Linked DNA regions of Oryctolagus cuniculus: region 2 is linked to region 1. A link is a contact called in public Hi-C data. All regions are on one chromosome and are shown on one strand. Each heading gives the region's core, a stretch centred on a gene start, on an enhancer-like site or on the middle of the called end of the contact. The rest is flanking DNA. Distances are from core to core; before and after follow the strand shown.

Evidence for each region. Hi-C and Micro-C count contacts between places; a contact is called where the count stands out from the background.
Region 2: a Hi-C map of skin fibroblasts shows a contact between it and region 1, with 1.6 times the contacts expected there. The contact joins the promoter of C13H1orf115 here to the enhancer-like site in region 1. A contact is called at or near these places in 2 of 6 Hi-C or Micro-C datasets (liver and skin fibroblasts).

What each region holds. Positions count from the first base shown.
Region 1 is chr13:34,674,682-34,681,470 of mOryCun1.1, forward strand. All of the region lies in intron 1 of LOC103350966 (a long non-coding RNA gene), which reads left to right. Among named protein-coding and RNA genes, the nearest start is that of RAB3GAP2, 27 kb to the left of the region's middle. Within about 2 kb of position 3,025, at least 1 of the 8 cell types and tissues checked has an H3K27ac peak or open chromatin away from gene starts, as enhancers often do.
Region 2 is chr13:35,069,037-35,075,673 of mOryCun1.1, forward strand. It overlaps C13H1orf115 (chromosome 13 C1orf115 homolog), which reads left to right and starts at 5,260. Exons shown (of 2, transcript XM_002717500.5): 1 at 5,260-5,649. The coding sequence starts at 5,350.

The DNA of each region.
Region 1 (6,789 bases), core at 1,775-4,274:
AAAATAAATCTTAAAAAAAAAAATGACACTTGAAAGACATGACCCTGAGATACCTTTTGGCTCTAGATTGACATTACCACCGATGAACAACTCAAGTGAACCCTCTATGAATGCCACATCAATCTAAACCTTCTTGTACCAAAAAGATACTGCATTTAACCCCACTGTTTTTTCATCAGTCCTTAGGGCAAGTCTGGATGTAGTAATCACTAAGTGTCTTTTAAATAGAACACTCTCTGCTGGCACCAAAAAATAGCCCTGCCCTTCTTGGCAAATTATTTGTTATCCTTAGAGCTGAGTCTTAGATATGCCAGGAAGAGCAAACGCTTTCTTCTGCAATATGAACTATCATGAAGCAGCAACTCTGTTCTTCAGGGACTGAGAGGAAAGAGCTTTCCTCACATTTTCACCTCTGTAGCCCCTGCTCCCAGTGATACATCAGCCTCCTGGGCTGTAGGAAGTGAGGGTTGCTATGTGACCAGGCCTAGGCGGTAGGCAAATGACTTCCCCCAAGGCCTTAACTAGTCGAGGAAGCAAGGAGGGTGAACTAAGAAGGGAGCAAATACTTCCTGGACCCCTGGAGAAGACTGAGTTAGATAACATGTGGGAGTGGTTGAGGGAAGGGAGGAAGGGAGTTAGTTTAGGGGAAGAGCTTACAGACAAGAGGTAGGGATGCAAGATGAACATGACAGAAGGTGGGCACTACATGAGGCTGTGTAGATGGCATCAACACAGAAGGACCGTTGCTCAGAGGAGTTAAAGACTGAAACCAAGGTCATGTCCGTTGAAGCTCCTGGTAAACTCAAGTGAGACTAATTGTTCCCTGCTTTCCTCAGGCTTCCCTTGTTGATAAGGTGCCAGTAGACTGCTAAGACCCCCATAACTGTCTGAAGCCATCTTTCCTGGGCCTGAGCTTGTCTTCATGAAGCACTGATCCAAACACAGATGCATTTGAGTTGTTCTGGATAGCAAGAAAGTGATCCAGTAGAGTTCAGAATTGCCAGGTAGGTGGAAACAGTCAACTAGACTCTAATGGATGCCTTTATTTTTTTTTTTTATTTTTTTTTTTTTTTTGCAGTCCTCGCTTATCTTCAGGGAGGACATTAAGGATCTGCAGCGGATGCCTGGATCTGTGCATAGCACCAAATCCTATATCTACTGGTTTTTTTTTTTTTATCTTTTATTTAATGAATATAAATTTCCAAAGTACGACTCATGTGTTACAATGGCTTCCCCCCCATACCGTCCCTCCCACCCACAACCCTCCCCTTTCCCACTCCCTCTCCCCTTTCATTCACATCAAGATTCATTTTCGATTATCTTAATATACAGAAGATCAGCTTAGTATACCTTAAGTAAGTATTTCAACAGTTTGCTCCCACACAGAAACATAAAGTGAAAAATAATAGATGATTTTTTTTAAATGATGAGAAATCAGATCAGACCTATTGTCATGTTTAATCCCAGTGAGAGTCAAGTTGGGAATTGATAATTTCTTTTTTTTTTTTTTTTTTTTTTTTACAGAAGATCAGTTTAGTGTACATTAAGTAAAGATTTCAATTGTTTGCACCCCCATAGAAACACAAAGTGAAATATACTGTTTGAGTACTCGTTATAGCATTAAGCCTCAATGTACAGCACATTAAGGATAGAGATCCTACATGAGGAGTAAGTGCACAGTGACTCCTGTTGTTGACTTTACAAATTGACACTCCTGTTTATGGCATCAGTAATCTCCCCATGCACCAGTTATGAGTTTCCAAGGCTATGGAAGCCCCTTGAGTTCTCTGACTCTTATCTTGTTTAGACACGGTCATAGTCAAAGTGGAGGTTCTCTCCTCCCTTCAGAGAAAGGCACCTCCCTCTTTGAAGACCTGTTCTTTTAATGGATGCCTTTAAAACACAATGTTAAGATCACTCCGTCTTGGGCCAGCACCTTGGCACAGTAGGTTAATCCTCCGCCTGTGGCGCCAGCACCCCATATGGGTGCCGGGTTCTGGTCCTGGTTGCTCCTCTTCCAGTCCAGCTCGCTCTCTGCTGTGGCCCGAGAGGGCAGTGGAGGATGGCCAAAGTGCTTGGGCCCCTGTACCCGCATGGGAGACCAGGAGGAAGCACTTGGCTCCTGGCTTCAGATTGGCACAGTGCCGGCCGTGGAGGCCATTTGGGGAGTGAACCAACAGAACAAAGACCTTTGTCTCTGTCTCATTCTCTCACTGTCTATAACTCTACCTGTCAAAAAAAAAAAATCACTCCGTCTTACAGTTAGCAAAGCTGGGACATGAATTTGCTTAGTATTGAATTTGTTTGCCTCATGGTAAGAACTCCATAAGTGGCTGCTATTTTTATTGATATTGTTATAATTGTCCTTACTGATAGGTATTGACTATTCATCTGTTCCCTCCACCCCTAAGATTTTGCCTCTATGATTATTTTGGAGATTATGAATGTCATTAAAATAGGCTTTGTCATCTTTTAAATTCCACTTGATAGGCTTCTTTTCCCATTCTGCTACCTATGTGAGTGTATACTCAAGTTTCCTTCAGCCAATCACCAGGCAACATTCACAGCAACTTTGCCCACATAATCCATACCTAACATACCAAAATCTCTGACTCAGTAAAACACAAACCACATGCTACTGCATTGTGCCAAGGAAAAGCCATCTTCCTTTCATTCCTGATCTTCAGTTGTGGAATGTTTTATGTATGTTTAATATGGTGTGTACCTTCCCTCAAATTCACTGAATTTTGGTAGGGGTAATCTGACCCCTGGGTGAGTCTAATGTCTGCCTAGCATTAGCTGTTGGCCTGTGAAACTGCCTCACCTGAAGTTGTACTTGCTGCCCATAGCAGCAGCTGACAGTAATAGCAAGATGTGCATTAGAAGGACTCACATCCTGGAATGATGTAATGTTTCTGAACATGTGGTGCTTGGATCACATGAGGTCTAACATCATCTGGAGCAGGGAGCTTCCGGGAATGCTGCCACCAGCAACTTTGCCGGGTACAGCTCTTTTAGGAGACAGAAAAAAAAAAAGCAAAGCAGAGCATAACATAAGCAATGTGCCAGTTTCAAAAATTTGAGTAGTCAGTAGTTGTAATACATACTCCAGACTCCAAACCCACACTCCTTAGCACCCAAATTCATAATGCCAGTAACGCAAAAAGACCTTGGGAGGCTTTATCTGGCTCAAACTTCAGCTCCAAGGAAGATTATATTTAAAACTTCAGTGCACATGAAACCCTCCAGGAGAATGATGGTGGATAACCTGCTTTGGCACTGGGATTTGAGCAGTGGACTAGCTCCGAATTCTCGGCAGCACTAGCCAGATGTGTGAGGGGGAGCCAGGGGGGTGGTAGTCACTGGGGAATGTGTAGGTAGATCCCTTCCGTGCATTCTATTGGGTAGAGAGAATCTTGGGGAAGAACATAGGGGTCAGTAGTGAAGCTTCTATAAGCCCCCAGATGGACTAAATAGAATATTTTAAAATATCCTGCTTTGATTAATCATGGTGATATTTTTAATTGCAAAATTTCAAGTCTATCAAAAATTACTATAATAAAGAAGCATATGTGTGTGTGTGTATATATATATCTCCTTCGTCTCATCATTTAAAAGTACTTTTCCATATTTGCTTGTGTGTGTGTGTGTGTGTGTGTAAGTCTTTAGGTAATACTTAAACAGATACATGCATACACATATATTTAGGTTATAGTCTATAAACATTAAAAATAAAGCAATTTACCTATAAATTTTCTGAACTATTGTGGTAAATTGTCCAGATTTTTCAAACCTGGTGTCAACTGTCTCTTCTTCTTGATCATCTCATGTTGATGTTGAAGATTTCTTTTTATTTATTTGAGGAGAGAGAGAAAGAGCAAGAAAGCATGCAAATGCATTCTCATCCACTGGTTCATTCCCCATATGTCTACAATCGCTAAGAGGCTGATGCCAGTAGCTGGGAACTCAACCCAGGTCTCCCATGTGGATGGCAGGAATCCAATTACATTAGCCGTCACTGCTGTCTCCCAGTGCCTTAACAGGAAGCTGGAATCAGGAGTCAGAGCTCAAAATTGAACACAGGTTCTCAAATGTGGGATGTGGGCATCTTAAGCAGTTTGCCAACTACTGGCCTGAGAATGACTTCTTTAGAATCAAGAAGTTGGTTGTCGGGCCGGCGCTGTGGCGCAGTGGGTTAACACCCTGGCTTGAAGTGCCAGCATCCCATATGGACGCCAGTTCTACTCCCGGCTGCTCCTCTTCCAATCCAGCTCTCTGCTATGGACTTGGAAAGCAGTAGAAGATGGCCCAAATTCTTGGGCCCCTGCATCCATGTGGGAGACCTGGAAGAAGCTCCTGGCTCCTGGCTTCGGATCGGCGCAGCTCCAGCCATTGCAGCCATCTGGGGAGTGAACCATCAGATGGAAGACTTCTCTCTGCCTCTTCTCTCTCTGTGTAACTCTGACTTTCAAATAAATAAATAAATCTTTAAAAAAAAAAAGTTGGTTGTCGCATTTATTTCTCTACACTTAAAGAAGAACTATGTCTTTTACCTTCTCAATGTAAAAACAAGACATCTAGTACTACCACAAAACACAGTATCTGCCTCCTGATTTTTCACCAAAGAGGAAAGGAAGATATTGAGCATGCAAAATGACTTCTCTAGGGTCCTGGCCAAAATGGACAATGGCCAGGATTAAAATATTTTCAGTTTCCATATTTTTATACCAACCACAGAAGAGCAAAGCTTGTTTTGTGACACTGACTTTTCTGTTGTATCTCCTACTTAGCAAAGGTCATGTAAGGAAATTTGTACCTATTCAACTCTGAGTTCTTCAGTCTCCATGCTGCTTGTTAACTCCTTCTATGTGTGGAGTTTTTAGTGTAACAATATATGGTGTTAAAAAAATCTTTTTGTGGTACCCCCATCTTAAATCTCCAACCCAGCCTTCTCACTTCCCCATATCATGTCCTCCTGTGCCCTATATACCCACAGGTGTACATCACCACTGAAGTTAGCAATTCAAATCAGCAATGGATTATTGAGTATCTACTGAGTTTCAGAGTTAGGTCTTTGAGATCCCTGGCTTGATTTCTGCCCTCATAGAGTTTATCATGTAGCAGGGGAAACAGACATTAAACAAGTAACTTCACTTGTGCTGCTTGTTATATTAGGAGTTCAGCTTTTTATGAAAACTTACTACAAAAGGGAGTTGAACCTAGGTTAAATGAGGGAGAGTATCCCTGGGAAAGAGATATTTAGGCTGAGATCTGAGGAAAGAGTAGGAGTCAATCAGGAAATGAAATTAGGGGATGATAATTAGAGGAGAGATAAGAATATTCTTAACAGAGGAAACAGCTATTCATAACCCTGGGAATAATACACAGTGAGGCACAGTCAAGGAATAAGAGCAATCTGGTAGGTCAATGTTCACAAGGGACAAAATGGTTTACTACTTACTCCTGACCACAGCAGATATATACGCTGGAAGTCAGCTTCTATCCCCCTCTTTTTTTTTTAAAGGCAGAGTTAGAGAGAGAGACAGAGAGAAAGATCTTCCTTTTCCATTGGTTCACCCCCCAAATGGCCACTACGGCCGGTGCGCTGTGCCAATTCAAAGCCAGGAGCCAGGTGCTTCCTCCTGGTCTCCCATGCGGGTGCAGGGCCCAAGCACTTGGGCCATCCTCCACTGTCCTCTCGGGCCACAGCAGAGAGCTGGACTGGAAGAGGAGCAACCGGGACAGAATCCGGTGCCCCAACCGGGACTAGAACCTGGGGTGCTGGCCTTTAGGCATCCCTTTCTCACTGGCTCAAGAACTGTTTCTAAAAAGTGACAGGTCTTTAGTACCAATAGCTTGATAGGGTAGAGATATTTTTTTAAAAAGAATTATTTTTTTTTTTTCAAAGATAGAGTTACAGAGAGAGGTAGAGATAGAGAGAGAGGTCTTCCACTGGTTCTCTCCCCAGATGGCCGCAATGGACAGAGCTGCATTGATCTGAAGCCAGGAGCCAGGAGCTTCCTCCAGGTCTCCCACGTGGGTGCAGGAGCCCAAGGACCTGGGCCATCTTCTGTTATCCCAGGCCATAGCAGAGAGCTGGATCAGAAGAGGAGCAGCTGGGACTAGAACCGGCACCCATATGGGATGCCAGTGCTGCAGGCAGAGGATTAAGCCACTGTGCCACAGCAGATATTGAAGATATTGACATAGAAGATATCGATAGATCAGTACTTCCTGCCTTATAACAGGTGAGGAACTGAGGCCCAAAGAGGGTAACTTGTCAAGGCAACTGGGACTTGAACACGAGTTAGCTGACCCCAGAATTCCTATGTTGGGAGATCATCAAGTGTGAGGTTCTCAATACCCAAGAAAGACAAAACCAGGATCTGTAGGGGTCAGAGAAGCGCAGACTCAGAAGACTCTGTAGCTTTTGGAAAAGGAGCCTAGTGCTACATCTACCCACAGTACATATTAGAATTTGGATAAGCCATCTTTTGTCTTACACATTGTTTTTCATAATATCTCTCTTTTTAAATATTTTACTTATTTGAGAGGTAGAATTATAGACAGATAAAGGGAGAGACAGAGAGAAAGATCTTCCATCCACTGGTTCACTCTCCCAAACAGCTGCAATAGTCAGAGCTGGGCCAATCCAAAGCCAAGACCCAGGAACTTCCTCTGGGTCTCTCACACTGGTGTACTTGAGTCATCTTTCACTGCATTCCCAGGCCATAAGCAGAGAGCTGGATTGGTAGAGGCGCAGCCAGAACACAAACTTAGCCCACTATG
Region 2 (6,637 bases), core at 4,010-6,509, 400 kb after region 1:
TTTTGCCTGCAATATGCCATTTTAATATATATTTTCACCCTAGGGGTAGATTAAGATATCTTTTTTTTTTTTTTTTTTTTTTTTTTTTTTTTTTTTTTTTTTGACAGGCAGAGTGGACAGTGAGAGAGAGAGACAGAGAGAGAAAGGTCTTCCTTTGCCGTTGGTTCACCCTCCAATGGCCGCCGCTGCAGCCGGCGCACCGCGCTGATCCTGGCAGGAGCCAGGATCCAGGTGCTTTTCCTGGTCTCCCATGGGGTGCAGGGCCCAAGCACCTGGGCCATCCTCCACTGCACTCCCTGGCCATAGCAGAGAGCTGGCCTGGAAGAGGGGCAACCGGGACAGAATCCGGCGCCCCAACCGGGACTAGAACCCGGTGTGCCGGCGCCGCAAGGTGGAGGATTAGCCTATTGAGCCACGGCGCCGGCTCAGATTAAGATATCTTAATTACTAGGACTATGTATAGAAAACAGCAACAAAGAAAATTGTGGGGGCTGGCACTGTGGCATAGCAGGTAGGGACACTCCCTGTGGTACCGGCATCCCATATGGGTGCTAGTTCGAGTCCCTGCTGCTCCACTTCCCTTCTGGCTCTCTGATGTGGCCTGAGAAAGCAGTGGAAAATTGCCTAAGTCTTTGGACCCCTGCACCCATGTGGGAGACCCAGAAGAAGCTCCTGGCTCCTGGCTTCAGATCGGCCCAGCTTTGGCTGTTGTGGCTAGTTGGGGAGTGAACCAGTAGATGGAAGACCTCTCTCTCTGCCTCTCCTTTCTCTGTATAACTCTGACTTTCAAATAGATTAATAAATCTTTTTAAAAAAAAACTGTGCTGATATATATAATTGTTATAATTTGGACTTGTGGTTGGGTGTGATAATACTTGGCATGCATGATATATAATTGGAAGGGAATATTATATAAACAGAGAAAGGAAAAGCTTGAAACTAGGAGGCAGAGGGAAGAAGATAAATTGAAAAGCTCTCATTATAGAATTTAGTACAATTACAATTTAATTGTATACATGAAGCTGTAGGTTCTAAATGTAATTTTTTAAATATTCATTTATTGTATTTGAAAGACGATGCAAGGGGGGTGGTGAGAGGAAGAGACGCAGATGGAAGTCCAATAGGATTAATTCTATTAAATTGTTAAAGAATATTTGAAATGTTAGCTGTGATACTTTAAAACACTAGCCACAGGAGTCCTCTGATTTTGCTTCTGATGGAGAATGCTTCCAGACTTTCCCATCTGGTGACAACAGAGATATAAATTTGTGCACACACAAATAAAATTCATGTTCTATGGTGTGCCAAAGAGAGGTGGATGAAGGAAGCCTGGGCTAAGCAGATTCCAGGGGTGGACAGGCCTCACAGCAGTTCATACATCAGAGTATCACTGACCTGGGTGCAGCTGGGGGGCGTGGACTCCCCCAGCTATGAAAGACATCTCCTTCAGGGTGAGGAGAAGCCAGCCACAGCTTAATTACAGTGTGGGTTAGCAGGGTAGATTGGGATCCAGAAAATTCCCTAATAAAAAATAACAAATCACCAGTCCTGTGATTGTGTCCTCACTGCGTTGCTGCTCTGAGCAGTCCAGGAGGAGCACTGGGAAGCAGGCTGCTTGGGTGCTTCCTCACCCACTCGCCCAGTGGTTGCCGCCAGGGCCCCATTGGAGTTGAAGTCAAAGGCGAAGCAAAGGAGGAGCCTTGCTTTGTGGTGGTAGTGAATTTCAGGGCACACCTCCAAAAAATAATCTTTCAAAACATTTTTTTAACCTAAGAAAAGGTGTACTGGGGCCTGCACTGTGGTGTAGTAGGGAGCTGGCATTCCATATGGGCGCCAGTTCTTGTCCTAGCTGATCCAACTCTCTGCAATGCACTTGGAAAGCGGTGGAAAATGGCCCAAATGCTTGGACCCCTGCACCGTGTTGGAAATCTGGAAGAAGCTCCTGGCTCTTGGCTTCAGATCAGCTCAGCTCTGGCCATTGAGACCATTTGGTGAGTGAACCAGCAGATGGAAGACCTTTCTTGGCCTCTCCCTCTCTCTATCTGTAGCTCTACATCTCAATAAATAAATGAATAATAAAAAGAAAAGGTGTACCATTATCCCTTTTTAGGCTGCTCAAAAACTGAGGCTTAGCTAGGATTCTAAGCTCCGCTCTCCTCTCCTTTTAATTGGTAGCCTTTGGAAAATTAAACCTGTTATCCTGTCTATTTCAGGGTTTATAATCAGATCTTACCAGCGTCAGAGATATATTTCTTTTCGAATATAAATCATTCCTGTAGCAATAAATAGTTTAAGCAGTTTTAACTCATGCAACTTCAACTCCATACTGATTCTCTCATTGTGTTTGTTGCAAAATAAACAAAAAAGGAAGGAAGGAAGAAGAAAGATGAGCACAATCTTTATATGTATACAAGTAGAAACTTTGTTCTCAGTTAAATGCTTTTAACTGTTTCTGTGCTAGATTTTCCAAATAAACAACTATATTTAAGCCCTGAGTTGTCTAAACATGTTTTCACTTAGTAACTGATGGCATATGTTCATGAATCCCAGATCTAATGTCCTAGCTCCTTTCGAAGGCAGGTGCCTAATTCTTACCAGTGAAGAAAGATTCCTATGGTCAGTGGATGTTGTGGATCAGCACTCAGCATCTTCCCACTCTCCTTCTTCAGTGCTCAGAAGCCAGGACAGGGGGCAGGGAAGGAGGGAGGTGGAAAGCAATATGTTCGGGATCCCTAGGGGACTACAGGAACTTGAGCCAGTTAGCATCAGCTAATCAGGCCAGCCCCTGGGAGCTTGGGAAGGCAGAGTGGAATGAAAGCTGTGTTTCTGCTATTTATGCTGTTTTTGCCTGGACACACAGCTCTGCAGGGATTGGATTTTGCTGTGCCAGAATGCCAGGGTCTCGTCCCCATTCATAGACATCAAGAGACAGAATAGTGGTGACTCAATTTCACCAGTGCAGACCCGATCTGCTATAAGAACTGAATTGTGCACTCCTCCCCCTCCCCATTCCTTTGTTGAAGGCCTAACCCCCAGAATGTGACTGTGTTTGGAGACAGGGCCTTGAGAGAGACAATTAAGGTTAAATGAGGTCATAAGGCGGGATTCTGACTGAATCAGACTGGTGTCCTGATAAGAAGAGACCCCAGGGATGCCCATGCAGAGGAAAGGCCACAGGAGGACACAGAAAGAAGGTATTTACTAGCGAGCTGGGAAAGAGATCTTGGGGCAAGCACAGCTTGGCTCCAGATCAGCGAGACAATGCATTTCTGTCGCACAGGTCCCCATCTATGGCGTTTTGTTACGGCTGCTCCAGCGGACATACGCAAGCCTGGATAGAGCTGGAACAAGCGGTGGGGTTTGGGAGGATTCCTGGAAGGCAGTGAAGGCGGCACATGTCCCCACAGCCAGCAGCTCCAGGGACAGTCTCCTGGGGCCCCGACCACGTGACCTCAGCACAAGCCAGAGCTCTGTGATTGTTCTAGGAGTTGTTCTAGGGGAAGGCCAGGCAAGAGCTAGCTCTTCCAGCCCCTGGAGTGATTTGGACGCTCTGACTTCCTTATGTCCAATCCTGTCCCTACATGGCCATCTAGAAGGGCTCACAGGCTCAGGATAGGAAACTGGTACTCCAAGTCTGTCCGAGCTGTTAGAAGAAGACACCATAAAAGGGTGACTTATGAATGACAGAAGTTCACTCCAGTTTTGGGAGCTGGGATGTCCAAGATAAGGCTCTGGTAGATTCCATTTCTTGCTGTGCCCTCACGTTGTGCATGGATGGAGGTGTCTTGCTCAGTATGCTTCTGTCTCTCTCTTTAAATAGCTTGTCAAAGATCTCTCTGGCTTTTTGTTTAAAAAATTAAAGACATTTTCATTTTATTTGAAAGGCAGAGAGAGAGAGAGAGAGATCTTCTATCCATTGATTGACCAAATGACTGCAACAGGAGTTGGTAACTCAATCCAGGTCAGCAACTCATAAAAATAGTAAATTCATTCTCATATCCCTTTCACCTTGAATTGAGCTGAAGTAAATTATATTTTATGTATAAATTGCAAATATATTTAACATAATTCATATAATACATGACAAAGTCTAAATCAATTGATTGCCCATTTTAAGTTAGAGTCACAAAACTAATTTTATATTCTAATATGCCAAATTGTCATAGACATTTTATGTCTATCAGCCTATTCAAATTACTCTTAAACTTGCCACAAACTTTAATGGTAAAATATTAATAAATTAATAACCTAGATTATTTATACTAATTCTATCTTCCCAGAATCCAAAGACATTTACTCACCCATAAGAAAACAAAGCATTCAAGGCATGCTGAGGGTCACAGTTCGCTGAACAGTCTTATCTTCCTAACATTCCTGGAAATCGCAATTTTCATGATTGCGTCCTATGCTGTTATGTGAATGCATAACGATTTATCTAGCCTCCCTCACTTTCTCACCAAGAGTCAAACTGTGATGAACACTGGGGCCACTCTACTTGGCCTTTCTGAGTATTTCCCTGGGAAAGGCGCCTGGAAGGCTATGAACGCTTTGCAGGACTCTTGATAGGAGTCTTCAGGTCTCCTTTACAAAAGCTTGCCCAGGAGTCGCACCCTCGTGAACAGTGCCTCAGGACCACCTCACCATGCCCTCACCAGCACTGAACATATTTTTTTATTTACTCATTTGGGAATCGGAGTTACAGAGAGAGGAATACACACACACACACACACACACAGAGAGAGAGAGACCTTCCATCCACTGGTTCACTCCCTGGACGGCTGCAAAGACCCAGGCCAAAGCTCGGAGCCAGGAGTTAGGAGCTTCTGGGTCTCCCGCGTCGGTGCAGGTGCCGAAGCACTTCGGCCATCCTCCCGCTGCCTTCCCCAGCGCACTAGAAGGGAGCTGGATCGGAAGTGAAGCAGTTGGGACTCGAACAGTCAACCATGTGGGATACTGGCTTGGCAAGTGGTAGCTCAACCTGTTGTGCCACAATGACCACCCCTGAATGTAATCTGTATTAGTCATCATCTTGTCTGTCAGTTTGATCGTTGGCAAATGGAGTTCCGTTGTTAGCTGGGGGTCACTGATGAGTTGCAGGTGTGGTTGCAAGAGTTTGTGTGTTCCTAACTCATGTCGCTTTCCACCAGTGGACGAGATGCTCTGTTGGCCAACAGCTGGGATGCGGCCGGCTGGGCCCCCGAGTGCACCTGCCGCAGTCCCGGACCCCACGGCCAGAGGGCGCTGCGACCCCTAAGCGCCCAACCCCGTTGGGGCTGGGGCGGAGGAGCGGGCAGGGAGCAAAGGTTGGCGTCTTCGTGCTGAGAGTTTCGCCAGAGAAGTGTCGGAATCATGACGGTGGGAGCCAGGCTCCGAAACAAGGCGGCGCGCACCTTCCCGCGCCGCGGGCCCCGAGGGCGACGGCAGACGGACGGGGACGAGGAGGCGGATGCCATCCTGGAGCACCTGGAGTGCGGGGACGAGGCGGCCGAGAGCGGCGCGAGCGAGGAGAGTGAGCCGCGCCCGGGGGCCCGGAGCGCGCGTAGGGTGCACCTTGCTGGCCTGCCAGAGCGCTATGAACCGCTAGAGGAGGCGACGCAGGGCGACAAGCCCAAGAAGAGGTACCGGCAAAAGCTGAAGAAGTATGGCAAGGTAGGGCAGTGCGCCTGCACCCCCGCGGGGTCTTGGCTCATCTCGGGTTGGGGACTCCCGAGGAACCGGCTGGGTGTCGGGAGATGGTCCCCACCGTCGGCCCCAGAAGAGCCGCCCTGCGCTGCACCTGCGTGCCGCCCCAGTCCCATTTCTGCTCCCAGCCACGGGCAAGTCCGGGTGGACACTGGCACGGGCTCGGGTCAGTAGCGTTCTCAAGGGGGGATCTTGCCGCTCTAGTTCGCTGATCAACCAGGCAGGACAGGAATGGTGTCCCCGGACAGATGGGAACGCTGGCGCTTCATCGCAGCTAGGTGACTTGGAGGTGACCCAGTTGGAAAGTGAGGAGTGGCAGCCTAGTTTATGTTCTCTGCCAACATCCCCTTCAGGATAACCCACTAGCTCAGAAATGTTTGGACTGTCTTTCCCAGTGCTCTCAGGGTTATTTCTGGGGCCTGGGAGCTCAATAAATGCATAAATAACCTGTTGAACCTACTTTTCTCTTCTAGCCAGCGACAAGGGGTGGGGGCCGAGAGAGACCCAGAGACCCTTGACCTGGATGAATCACAGAGGTCTTTGTGTCCTGGCCCAAGGCCCTGGGCGCCACCTGATTATTGTCTGTTATTTGTGCTCCTCGGTGTCCTCCTATTCAACCTGAAGCCATTCGCTCTCCACACCTGGAGCTTAGGTTCATCAGGCTCTTTAAAGTGTGATCGCAGCTTTCAGAGTGGCTCCCAAGTCAGCAGAGGTGAAATGCCCTAACAAAAACCATAGAGTTGGGACTTCAAGGCTTAAGGCAATGCTAGGACTAATCCTGTCACTTCCCGGTCCCAACTGAGCCTAAAGAAGCCATCATTGGCCTCTCAGCTGGTGCATTGATAATGCAGAAACTCAGCTCAGGGACCGCACTCGAAGATAGCTTGGGGCCCTCACTATGTGCTAGGCATTGTGCCAAGCGGTAGAGACATGAATAAGAATAAGCAGCAGCCCT